Linked DNA regions of Mus musculus: regions 1, 2 and 4 are each linked to region 3. Evidence: chromatin contacts called from public Hi-C, HiCAR-type and HiChIP or PLAC-seq data. All regions are on one chromosome and are shown on one strand. The core of a region is the stretch at or near the end of the contact, and the rest is flanking DNA. Distances in the headings are between cores, read along the strand shown. Region 1 holds the start of 4931403M11Rik (a long non-coding RNA gene). Region 2 has its middle 38 kb from the start of 4931403M11Rik. Region 3 has its middle 15 kb from the start of Gm32379. Region 4 has its middle 21 kb from the start of Gm31775.

Region 1 (2,992 bases), core at 429-2,928, 610 kb after region 3:
CCAAAGTGTGACAGACAAAACTGTGAGACCCCACCCCACCCCACCCCCATCCAGAGCCAGGAAGTCCACAGTGACCTCTCAGAGCACCACGTGGCTGGAGATCTCACCCACATCCTTCCTAGAGAAGGCAAGCACGTCACACACACACACACACACACACACACACACACACACACACACACACACACACACAGAGCTGCCTGCAGCCTGGATTCCTAGCAGCCACTCCAGCTTCCCCTCCTCCCAGCATCTCTCTTGCAGGGAAATAGTCCAAAGCTGGCTGTTCTGATAAACTGGAGGCTTGGGGACTTTCTTCAAGTGCCTTGTAAATGGAAGCGTCTCCGAGCGACAGCTCTTGGTGTTCAATGAGATTATATTTCTTATTTAAATCGCTGATTGGAGGCTTGGTTTCAAAGTTAGATGCTGTGTACCCCTGGCCTGCTCTGGGCTCCCGGGGAGAGGCAATATAGCACTGCATTGTGTAGCATCCTTCCAAGCCCTCACTCCCATTCAGATGCCTCCAGGATGGAGAGCCTCGCACACATGCACGCACACACGGGGATGAAAGCTACCTCCCCTCCTGGTTTGGGAGCGAGAGATTATGCTTTTCATTCCAGAGTGCCTTCTCTATGGCTCCCCACCACGCTCTGCACCAGCCGGCTCCCCTCTCAAAGCGAAGGGGAGATAAAAGGCAATGTGTGCTTCATCCCACCTCCGGGGAGAGCTCCACTCAGTCCTTTGTCAGAAGAGGATAAGCGCCACCATTTTTGAAGGATTGTTGTTCAGAGTGCTCTGTTGGGAGGTTTGTGAAGCCCCACCCCCAACAACCAAGCAAGCATGCCGTTGTCCAACCATCCCTAAATGAGGTCCTGGCTGGGGAGATGCATCTTCTCAATAGGTGCCATCCCCTTGGGGTCATGGTGGGGAGCCTGGTATCCCCGGCTCTCCAGGAAAGCCAAGGTTTGCACAGGGTTGAACTCTGCCGGATCTATGCAGACCCTCCAAAGACCCAAGCTCTTCATTTTGGGGGAAATTTTGCAGTTCATTGTGTGTCAGAATAATATATTAGTAACAGCAGCCTCTAGACTGTGTGCAATTCATCCCCCTTCCATCCTTTGTCTGCTGGGAAACACAGGGGCTTGTTGGGGCATCTTTGAGACAGACTGGGGCCCTATCTAAAGCATTTCTAGGATTTTGGACTGTCCCAGAGACTCAGACAAGATAAAGGCCAGTGCTGGTCTTGAAGGATGCCCTGCTCTGCCTTCACTAGCAGGAGCTGCAGCACCAGGAAGATGGTTGATATGCCAGGCACATCCTGTGCCTCACACATCCAGGGACCGCAATCAGGTAGCTGATAAGAATGCAAGTCACATCGCCTGGACCATTGCCGCAGTGAACTGATTCATGCTGCTACTTTGAGGTGGGAGAAGGGACAGTGGGGCCCAGAGACAACCCAGCCTGGCTCTATTATACAGCTGCTGCTCTCAAGCTGAAATATCCCATCCTCTCCCACTCCCTCTCTTGCTGCCGAGCTGGCTCTGGCTGCTACCTGCAAAGCCTGAGGATTCTGGCCCCGGGTTCTGACTGAACAATGGCATTATGTGATGTATAAAGAGTACCCGGGCAACGGAGACAGGCATGGCTTAATTCGCTCAGTGCCCAGTGGCTTTTGAACGCTCCTGCATTCATCCTTTATCCTGAGCAGCCCCTGGCCTCTCCCCTCCCATTTATTGCTCAGCCGCCCTCATCACAATCTCTCCCCAGTCTGCAAGGGAGCTGATGGCTATGAATGAGAGCTAGGAAAGGAAGGAGGGGGCGACAAAGACCCTCTGATAACCAGAAAGACTCCTGATTGTGGGTGAAGAGATCTGAGGTTTGGTCTCTGGTGCCATCACTCATGAGGGAACCTTGGGCTCATCTCTCGTCAGCTTCAGGTTCCCTTTCCAAGAGAGTCAGGAAGAAAGTCCAACAGGAGCTTTGCCAGTTCTGACATTCTCTCACGTGAATACACACAGCTTGCGTGGCAGCATTCTGGTCTCATGTCTTAGTCACAAAGGTACTCCACTGTATCAGAATATTTTCCTTGGCTGTGACCTCAGGCCAGGCCACAGGTCAGGACAGAAGATAACACAGGTGAGTCCCATGATCCATTGCTGCTACCCCCTCATCCCTGCTGATCCCAGCTCCGCATTTGTTATCTCAGAAGAATAAGAAACCCAGTTCTTCCTCCTCCTGCTGCTCCTCCTCCTTCTCCTCCCCCTCCTCCTCTCCGTCGTCCTCCTTTCCTCTCCCCTCCTACTTCTTTTTTTTAAAAGAAAGCAGACATGTGAACTTGCCTGTGAAGACATTGTTTTAAAATGGCAGACCAAATAAAACTCACCAGAAGGCTGCATCTGACAGCACCTTTATCTTAAGCTCAGAACTGACACAAGCCCAAGCAAGAACCTCAATTCCACTCTGATGTACACAACCCTGGCATCGGGCCTAACCCTCAGAGGATAAGGACACCTGACTGTGATTTCTTTGAGAGAAGAAGCAACCCACAGTGGGTCCCCTACTGTCAGCTATCCGGCTAGCTAGCATCTGGCTAGCACCACACTGCCCCGATTCCCACGGGTTAAGGGTGGGCTCCTCCAGAGCCCACTGTAGTCACCACCCCCCAAACACACACACACACATGATTCCAGAGCTTTAGATCCCCATTTTGCAAAGACTGAAGGAGCCAATGAAATGCTGCTTGTCTGAATTCCTATTTGTCCAAACAGATTCTCAGCCTCCACGTCCGGCCTTCCTAGTGAAGCCTGCCAGGGATGGAAAAGAGACTGGGGAACTTCAGGCAGGCATAGATTCCACAGACTCACACACTGGCTATATCATTCTATGAGCCTAGCTTAAAATCATTGTCCATGTTCATAGCACTCTCGGAAGACATAAGCTGATTATCATAAGTACTGAACAACTAATATTTGCTGACACTGGGGTGAAATATTAG
Region 2 (3,045 bases), core at 159-2,658, 650 kb after region 3:
GCTCTTTTTTGCATGACCAGCGGACAGATCATTGTCACCCAATCCATACACACACACACAAACCACAAATGCTCACCTGGTGAAGACAATAACAATACAGGTGGATCAGTTTGTTTTCAAGCTGCAACTCACATCTGTGAAAGGGAGCAAATAGAATGCCTCCCACATGTCAGGACCAACGTCCCATGCCAGGATGGGTGCACAATCTCCAACCCTCAGAGCTCAAGGACACAAAGTTGACATTTCAGGCAAACATCACATGGGGCTCTTTTATCCAGAGCCCATGAGAGGATCATGAGGAGAGAATGAAGGGGATGTTTAGGCAAACCAGGAGAGAAGAAACATGGGCACGAAGACATGCAAGGTATAGGACAGGCTTTCTGCACATAGTGACAGGCTTTTCAGGACATCCTGAGTGATAGTTGACTTTCTCTCTGATGTATCTGCTGCTATAATAGCTTGTCAAGATATTGTATTAATATTAATTAACATTAATATATATTAATATAATATACAAATAATAAGGAAATAGTTCCTGACCAGGTATGGCAGCACATGCCTTTAATCCCAGAATCTGGAGTCAGAGGCAGGTAGATCTCTATAAATTTAAGGTAGCCTACATAGTGAGTCCAGTACAGCCATTGCTATACAGAGAGACTCTGTTTCAAACAAATAGAGAGAGAGAGAGAGAGAGAGAGAGAGAGAGAAGGAGGGAAGGAGGGAAGGAGGGAGGGGAAGGAAGAGAGGGAGAGAGGGGGGAGGGAGGGAGAGGAGGAAGAAAGGAGGGAAAGAAGGAAAGAAAAGAAAAATGCATATTTTCTAGGTTTGGGGGACTAGGTTTATTTGGCATACATATGTATATGTTGTATACATGTGTGTGAACATGCATGGGTGGATATGTGTCCATATGTGTGTGTAAGATTAGAGGGCAGATGCTAAACGTTCTGTATGCCACTCTCTGCCATAGTCTCTTGAGACAGGGTTTCTCACTGAGCCTAGAGTTCACCAACTTTTTTAGTTAGGCTGTCTGGGCAGTAAACTTCAGGATTCCTACTGCTTCCATGCCCCTCAGCACCAGAAATAGAGATGTGCATGGCCATGCCCAGCTTTTATGAGGGTGCTTGGATCCAAACCGAGGTCCTCATGCCTGTGCAGCTAGTGTCTTACCCACTGAGCCATCGCTTCTGCCCCAGTGACAGAATAGATGATAAATCCCATGGCTTGGGCCCTGGGATGAGGGAGTTGGACCTTATTCAACATGAAGAATCTCCAGGGTCTGGGAGCAGGCACAGAATGCTGATGCTGGAGTCAGGGAGTTGGCTGTTTCTGTGAGCAGCTAACAGTTTCCCTTGCAGAACTTGCTTCCTTTCACCAGGATTCCAGCTGTGTTTGCAAGCAGGCGTCAGTAGGGCCTCCTACCCCTCAGCTTCTCACACCCAATAGGCCCTCTCACAGTTCCCGGCCAGCAGGGAGGCTGCTTAAGGGTTATTCAGGTGCAAACAAAGCATCGGGCTTTCTCCAGCAGACACAGTGCTGGTAGGAATGGGCCACACACAGCTCAGTCTGATGCCTTCCTGCTGTGTACCTGAGCAAGCCTGGCCCCGCCATGGTGTGTAGTGATTACCCAGAACGGATCTAGTTTGGAGTAGGAAGCACAGTTTGGATGATTCCGTTTGCTGGATGGAACAGATCCACCTCTGTCCACCCTGGGGCTCGCTGACAATCTAGAAGCCGAGCCTCCCCAGCTATCCCCTTTGATGATGCTGTTCGAACTACTCTATAAATACATATTTCCTGAATAAAATAAGGATTTTTGTCTCCCTTGCAGGAAACTGTACTCTTCTTGCTTCAAAATAGCTGGAACTTGAGAGCCATATTGTTTAACAAGCTGATGGAAACCCAAAGGGAAATGAATCCTGAGATATGCAAAATACATGACATCTTCCCACGAAGAAACAAAACAAAACAAGAAGCCACAGCAGCCCACATGAGCCTCACAGGCCTGCTCTCCAGAGCACAGAAGCCTCCTCGCCCTTGGCAGCCAGGCCAGGAACACCCCCTATCCTCACCATCTGGCATTTTTGTCTGCAAAGCACAGGCTTGCTATCCTGGGCGGCCTGCCACCCTGACGACAGAGCCCTGACAACAGAGCCCAGGCACAGGAGACAGCAGCACGCTGCACCCTCCCTGCTGCAGTCCCAGACACACACATGCACACACATGAGCACACACAGGTGCACATATACACGTGTACAGGACAGAACGAAACTTTAGAGCCCCCACCTACTCTCTGGTCTTGCCAAAGTGGGTGCAGGCCAGGCCTGCCCGGCATCTCAGCTCTTCCTAACACCATCTTTTCCACTCACCAGCCAAGGAGGGCAGATGTCAGGGGGAAGTGAGGGAGGGAGGAAACAGCTTAGGGCTGCCAGCAGGACTGGAGGGAGGAAGCAGAGCCCTAGAGAGTGCATCAGGCAGGTGGCAGAGGGGGACTCATTTGCTGGGCCATCTGTTGGGAGCAAAGAGAAGACCCCTAACTCCACAGCCCAGGCCCTCCCCTGCACAGACACTCTCTCACACACACATGCGGCACCAAACACAGATGCTGATGCCAACACAAGGACCTAGGAATATGGCCAAACACATACACAAGTATCCACACATAAACATCCACACCTGTATATACCAGTATACACATACACACACATAGCACCCTTCCCATGCAGATGCTGCCATCAACATGTAAAACCACATATGCACATATGCACACACATGCACTCACACATATTCGTGACCATGTGAACACACACACACAAATGCCCATAACTACACCAATGAAGTCATCTATACTCATGTATATGTGTAATGCTACTGGTGTACAGACACATGCACACACATACACACTTTCTCACATGTATGCATATCCATTCATACATCATATAAGTGCCTATACAGGAATACTGAAATCCCTAGTCACATAGGTTAATACCTCATTGCCCACTGATACCAATGGGCCTGGTTCCATCTTTTCTTCCATGCCGCTGAGAT
Region 3 (3,100 bases), core at 557-3,056:
CACTGACTGCCCTCCAGACTCCCTGGAGTAAAGGCACCAAGGATGGCTCCAGAGAAAAGGCAGGATGAGTTAGGCCTTGGAGGAGGACTGCGGGGTGGGACAAAGAGAGCAGGGGACGGAGCCACAAAAGCTTAACATGGTCTCAGCATCACACAGGGCCACAAGCACAGGCTCAGAGGAGAAGTAGGGGCACAGTGGGGCAGTGTCTGTGGGAAGATGAAAGTTTGGGGAGAGAGACTGAGGGTCAGACTGGGGTTTGGAAATATGAGCTTGAACATACTATAGCAATGGGTCAGGGGACATGTTCCTTCAGGAAAGTTAGGCCAGTCTCTGAGAAAGTTGTGTGGAAGGTGAGCAGCATGAGCAGTGGCTGGAGACTGACACAGTGCCAGAGAGAGGAAGCCGGGGCTGCAGGTTGGAAGCCTCGCCTATGGATGGCCTGGAGCCCCAATTAAGAATCTGCTGGAAGAAGCGCATGTGTCCAATATTGGGGCCTTTGGTGTGGAGGAGCTGGGAACCACTAGCAGTCAAACTCTGCTGCTGTTCCCAGCTCTGCCCAGCTTGCTAGCTGTCTGCATTTTCCTTTGCTTTCAGCCACGGTGACTTCCAACAGTGCTCTGCAGAATCTCCAGGACTTCCCAGAAGAGGCCCGTCAGAGTCTGCCTTACATGTAAAAGTTCTGCTTCAGATGTTTGTCATCTAAGAGATCCTGCCGTTAAAGTCCATGCCAGAAAAAAAAAATCAATGGATAAGCTTTCCAAGTTCCCATGTGGCTCTCTTACCACCCTGGGTGACTAACATGGCCTGGTTTGCCACACACAAGTTTCATTTTATCTAACCCCATGTTAAGATGACCACACCCAGATAAGCTAGAGGGTCGGTACCCTCAGTTTTAACATTCTGCTCTTAAAAGACAGGCTACCGTCTGGAGAGGTCACGGGGGGGGGGGGGGCGCGGCAGGCTGAACACTGGGGCTAGTGGCCTCTGCTGCCGTGGAAGTGGCAAGAGCCTCCTGAAGGAGTTGGGCAGGAGACCCCTAAGGCAACTGGGACAGCTACATGAGGCATGGGAGTCTCTGGAGCATAAGAGATTAGTTGATGCAGTCTGGATTGCTAGGACTGCTTCCCTGGGACTGGAGCCACTGGTCTGGTGTCAGGATCCAGAGAACCCTAATATCGTCTGCCTAACCCCACAGCAGCACATCCTCACGGATAGGCACAAGGCCAGAGATGTTCAAGGATAAGTCAGTGGCTCCACAGAGCATGTGCGGTTCAGGCTCCCTGCCCCACCAGACTTGCTCATCTCATCCGTGGAACTCCAGCTCCAGCTGTAGCCTCCCTCCTGGAGGTCAAGGATGGCACAAGGAAGGAGTGGCTTAGACACTAGCTGCTTCCCACTGGTCAGGGCTGCTACAGTGCTTCCTCTTGAAAAGAGGCTGGGAAATGGTGTGTTTCAGCTGAGTGGAACCAAATCAAGAGAGAGAGAGAGAGAGAGAGAGAGAGAGAGAGAGAGAGAGAGAGAGAGAGAGAGAGAGCACTCTTGTTTGGATAATTCGCGGAGTCCTCAGGAGGTTCTTAGAGGATTCTAAATACACTGGCCATCCAATCTCCCTATCACAGGAGCTTATGTCTCAGAGTCCCCTGGGTCCCAAGTGCCATAGATGCCAGGCTTGGCATGATCCACACTGCTGGGGTGCCACCAACAGGCTGCCGGAAACCCCATTTCTTTTCTCTTCCCAACAAAGCCAGATGGCAGGCAGTGTGACTCCATCTCCGGCAAAGTCCAGGGGACTTTGTCCCCTCCCTGCTTGGAAGGCTGTGCCCCCCTCCTGATGCACTTCCTGTGGCCCACAGCCCAGCCTCTCTGTGAGTGAGATCCGCCCTTCCCCCTCCCGCGCAAGCCCAGAGCGAGTCAGCCCATCTGGTTCTATTTCACTTCGTGTTACTCATCAGGATGTGTTTGCCAGGAGTTATTTGATGTTCAGGAAGAATTCTGAAGCTTTTGAAAAGAGGTAAATAAAATCCTTTATCCCCCAAAGAGTCGTGAAATTGTGTTTTGCTCAGGAGGTGGCAGGCAGCCATGTGAGGTCTGGAGGCCCCTGCCTAGCCAGGCACAGGGGCTGGAGTTTCAGGATTTGTTCTTCTGTCAGTCAGTCTGCATCTCCACTCCTCCAAGCCCTTCCTGATGCTCTCTGGGGATGCCCGAATTTGGGAACAGATGAGGGCTGCCTGTGGGGACAGCCCAGCCTGTCTCTTGCTCTTCAGCCAAGAAAGCTTTTAGGGAGCTCGCTCCTTCTGGTCCTCAGCCCTGTCACTCCACAGCCGTGCATATGAGCTCCAGGGGAGGGACCAGAGGGAGCCGTGTTCCCTGCCACAGAACAACCTGTGAGGGTGACTGACAGAGGGCCTGGGTTGGGGGAGCTCACCCCATCTGCTAGGGTCTGGATATCACAAAGCAAGGGAGCTGACATTCCTCCAAGCTCTTGTGAATGGCAACAGACATCATAGATGCTAGGAGACCCAGAAGGGCAGGCTCTGCCCCTGAGACTGTCCTACAGAGGAAGGTCCCACCCCCTTTAGCATCCATTTCTCCCAGAGTCCATGCAGCCTCCTATTTCTGCCCAGAGAAGTTTCAGTGCAATGTTGAAGTTATCCCTGACAAGGGCTGGATCCTCAGGTCTCCTTAATCCAAGGTGGACCCCTCTCTACCTTTCTGGGGGCCCTTAACCGTCCTGTTGAGAAGAGACCAATATTTGTATGATTGGTTGCTGCTTGGTCAGAATCTGAGGGTTTACTTCCACCCAAAACATCCCTATTCTATGCAATGCCCCCCACATAAGCAGCCAGGCAGAGGAGTGTGGGCTCACCCCTGTACCTCTTGATCTGTCCTCCCTATTTACAGGGATGCCAGAGGGCTCCTCCACAGCCCGGGGCAGTGTCATCTCAAATCCTACAGTACGTGAGGCTTCCCACCCACTGCATCCCTCGTGACAGCTTACAACCCTGACTATTAAACATTGATCACTCAAATTTAACATCCTATCTTCCCTTTGATATCTTCAACTGCTCTCTGCATAAGACAACAAGCCTCTTTCTGCAGC
Region 4 (3,065 bases), core at 48-2,547, 580 kb after region 3:
CAGCTTTAGGTGACCTATATGTGCCATATCTCCATTCCCTGTCAGGTCATTCCCTGCCGCAGTCAGGTCAAGTCCAAAGCCATGCAGGTCTTAGCAGGTATGCAAATGCCTACCAACTAGATCAGACGCTCTCCTCAACGGGAGAAGATCCCCTTTGAACATCTGGTCAACTTCTCAGGCACAGATTTATTGCCAAAGAGGAAATCTGTCCAAGACCATACAGCCAACTAGGCAGTAATTTTGGAAACTACCTGAAGGCAGCCATGCTTGTCCCCTAGGGGAGGGTCCTCATCCTTCTGTGTCACTGGACGGGGGCTGTCGTATGCTGCACACACTCATGAGCATGTGTGTGCCGGGGACTAGAAGTCAGTTTTGTATAACTTCCTTTCACAATTCAGAAGCTTGCTGCTTCAGCTAAACTGACTGAGCAGAGTCCCCAGGACCTTCTGTCTCAGCTCCTAGTCCTGAGATTACAGGCACATGCTACGCGCCCATCTTGTTCCATATGTGCTGGGGATTTGAACTTGGGTCCTCATGCTTATGCAGCAAGCACTTTAGTCACTGAGCTATCTCCCCACCATGGCCTCTTGCTTCTTGATGCAAGTCCTAAGTAGAGAGAGATCTGAGTGTAAAACTGCCTTTCTCCTGTGCCCCGTGTTTGCTTTCTACTCGCAGGAGTCCAGTGAGCCTCAGTCCACAACTGCTGGGTACATCTTCAAGGTAGGCAGGGCCAAAGGTAACCACTGAGTCCCCTGAGAGGGGTCCAGGATAATACACCACCAACACTGGGTCAAACCAGCTCTGACTCACAGAGGGAGGCTGATCCAGAAGACGGCAGATCAAGGAAAGCACAACCCCCTGTATACTCAGCCTTAGTTCTGGGGAATCCTTTCAGCCAGAGACTGCTCAGATCTGGGCAGAGGCATAAGCATCCTGACTGTCACCGGGACACACTCAGCCAGCGAGGCCTCCAAGCTTCTGCAACTCCTTGGGCTTCATCCCTCCCTTCTGGAGTTTACAACCTGGGACTTTTTTCTCTCCCAGAGAAGTCTTGATGCACTTTTCTTTCTCACACAGAACCTAATGTCTGGTACATCTAGTCAGAGCTCTAAAGACCGGCCAGCTTACCTCCCTGAGGCACCGAGTGCCTGAGTACACAAAGCCCACAGCAGGTGCTGGCTTGCATCTCATTTGCATATGGTTTGCATATGCTTTCTGACTTCTCACAATACCCAGGGACCGTCCTCTAATCTACAACTCAGAACTTCCTGGCATTTACAGTCCCTGCCAACTGGCACCAGGCACCTCAGTGCTATGGCCTTTTGTTTTCTTAGCTTAGAAAGGGTTTTCAGCAGTACATTAGCTAGCCCAACTCAAAACTTTTCAAAAGAGACCTTCTGGTGTCATGGATCACCTTGCTTAAAATTCCCTGATGACTAGAGTTTGCAAGTTGGTTGCCGAGCGACCCTTTACTCTCCTTCTCTACCTGCAAAACTCCTATGTAGTCCTCAAGGCCCCACTAGAACAAGGACTCCTGTAAAGTCTCTCTCTGTTAACTTCCCACCCCAGTGCTCTGAGCACCATCATCGCCTCTCGGACATATCAGTGGGTAAAGTGCAAACACAAGGACCTGGGTTCAAGTCCCCAAAACCCACTTAAAATGCTGGGTGCAGTAGAACACACCTGTAATCACTGTACTGGGAGGAGACATGATTCCAGGAGCTTCATGGCCACCCTGGCTAGGCTCTAGGTTCAGCAAGGGACTCAGTTGAAACATTAAGGTGTAGAACGATTGAGGACACCCGACTTTAACCTCCAAGTGCACTGCACACAAGAAGGTATCACACAACCCTCACCCCCCCACACACACACACACACCACACACAAAGAGTATGAAGGCAGAGTTATCAAACCATGAATGACATTGTCTTGCCCCTATCTTTCCTTTTAGTGAGTTCACTGAGGAACCATGGGTTGGCCCCATCTTGTCAGAGGATGGAGAGATAGCTGCTTAAGCAATGTTTGATGCATGAAGTCATGATCTTCAGGGTCTTCCTATCCAAGCATTCTGAGTCTCTCACTCTAACAACTAGCTCTGAGTGGGTTAATACTAGTATTCCACTTGTGTTTTTACAATTCAAATTAATAGCCTAGAGCAGAGGACTCCCCAGCAACCCAACTCCAGATGGACAGTCGTTTGCTATGGAATGCCCACCTTTTCCAAAGGAACATCCCAGCCAAAGCCCTGGTCTCTGGACCCACAGGTGATGGAGACCCTGGGTCTGAGCTGCTGTCTGGGAAGCAAATTGACACTCAGAGAAATTTACCACCATCTAATTGGCAGCTCTGGGTACAGTCAAGGGCAGTAGATTAAGTGTTTTCCTGTAAATCAGGTTTATGATTTGCACTGGAGAGGTAATTGTTAAAACTGTTCGTTTTACCCGCAAATAGCAGCTGAAAGAAACCAATTTAGGAGCGACAGATTGGTTTTGATTCTAAATGTAGTGCTAAAACAGTTAATTTTAATAACATCCATTGGACAAGAGTCTGCCTGTTACTTAATACCATAGTCAACAATTTGAAAACTGTGTGTTCAGCTGACACTTCTTTTACCAAAAATTAATCCCAACCCCCACTCCACCCCACCCCATGGGGTCATCTCTCAGCAGGAAGTTGCAGGTTCCTACAGAAGGATTCTGCCTTCTTTCCAACTTTACCAGCCTTGCTGAGCTGTGAGGCCACCAGAAGATCAGCTGTAGGCAAAAACAGAAGGGACCTAGAAGGTTGGAACCACACCACAAGGGCCCCTTGCCAATGTAAGAACAGCCTCTGTAGCAAATGGGATCATGGTGGAGAGTTTCTGCCCACATGCAGATGCCTGCTCCAGTATCTATGGTCAGCCCTTTATTGTCTGGAAGTGTTTCTCGGTCTCTGTCTCTCCAGAGAGATCATTTTTAGACAAAGCTGTGCCTTTACCCAACTCACACACTTTAGAGACACAGGGTCCTCCAACACTAGTGGATGCCCACTGGGATAGTCTTGTCTTCAACTGGCTCCCTTCCCCT

The links. Hi-C and Micro-C count contacts between places; a contact is called where the count stands out from the background. HiCAR-type assays count read pairs that join an accessible place to other places. HiChIP or PLAC-seq counts read pairs in DNA pulled down with a chosen protein or histone mark.
Region 1: a contact with region 3 is called in an H3K4me3 HiChIP or PLAC-seq map of embryonic forebrain, with 6 times the contacts expected there. The contact joins the promoter of 4931403M11Rik here to the enhancer-like site in region 3. A contact is called at or near these places in 4 of 115 datasets of contacts at active chromatin or transcription factors (astrocytes, embryonic forebrain, embryonic midbrain and 1 more).
Region 2: a HiCAR-type map of astrocytes shows a contact between it and region 3, with 3 times the contacts expected there. The contact joins two enhancer-like sites. A contact is called at or near these places in 2 of 484 Hi-C or Micro-C datasets (the N1E-115 cell line and cortical neurons) and 3 of 115 datasets of contacts at active chromatin or transcription factors (astrocytes, embryonic basal ganglia and stem cell-derived neural progenitor cells).
Region 4: a contact with region 3 is called in a Hi-C map of the N1E-115 cell line, with 6 times the contacts expected there. The contact joins two enhancer-like sites. A contact is called at or near these places in 8 of 484 Hi-C or Micro-C datasets (the 3T3-L1 cell line, the N1E-115 cell line, cerebellum and 4 more) and 5 of 115 datasets of contacts at active chromatin or transcription factors (the NIH/3T3 cell line, astrocytes, embryonic basal ganglia and 2 more).

The regions. Positions count from the first base shown.
Region 1 is chr14:24,616,151-24,619,142 of GRCm38.p6, reverse strand. It overlaps 4931403M11Rik (a long non-coding RNA gene), which reads right to left and starts at 1,678. Exons shown (of 3, transcript XR_874411.2): 1 at 1,550-1,678.
Region 2 is chr14:24,578,039-24,581,083 of GRCm38.p6, reverse strand. No RefSeq gene overlaps it. Among named protein-coding and RNA genes, the nearest start is that of 4931403M11Rik, 38 kb to the left of the region's middle. Within about 2 kb of position 1,408, at least 128 of the 459 cell types and tissues checked have an H3K27ac peak or open chromatin away from gene starts, as enhancers often do. A contact at or near this core is called in the N1E-115 cell line, astrocytes, cortical neurons and 2 more, where this site is marked.
Region 3 is chr14:25,225,482-25,228,581 of GRCm38.p6, reverse strand. No RefSeq gene overlaps it. Among named protein-coding and RNA genes, the nearest start is that of Gm32379, 15 kb to the right of the region's middle. Within about 2 kb of position 1,806, at least 221 of the 459 cell types and tissues checked have an H3K27ac peak or open chromatin away from gene starts, as enhancers often do. A contact at or near this core is called in the N1E-115 cell line, astrocytes, cortical neurons and 3 more, where this site is marked.
Region 4 is chr14:24,642,448-24,645,512 of GRCm38.p6, reverse strand. No RefSeq gene overlaps it. Among named protein-coding and RNA genes, the nearest start is that of Gm31775, 21 kb to the left of the region's middle. Within about 2 kb of position 1,297, at least 25 of the 459 cell types and tissues checked have an H3K27ac peak or open chromatin away from gene starts, as enhancers often do. A contact at or near this core is called in the N1E-115 cell line and stem cell-derived neural progenitor cells, where this site is marked.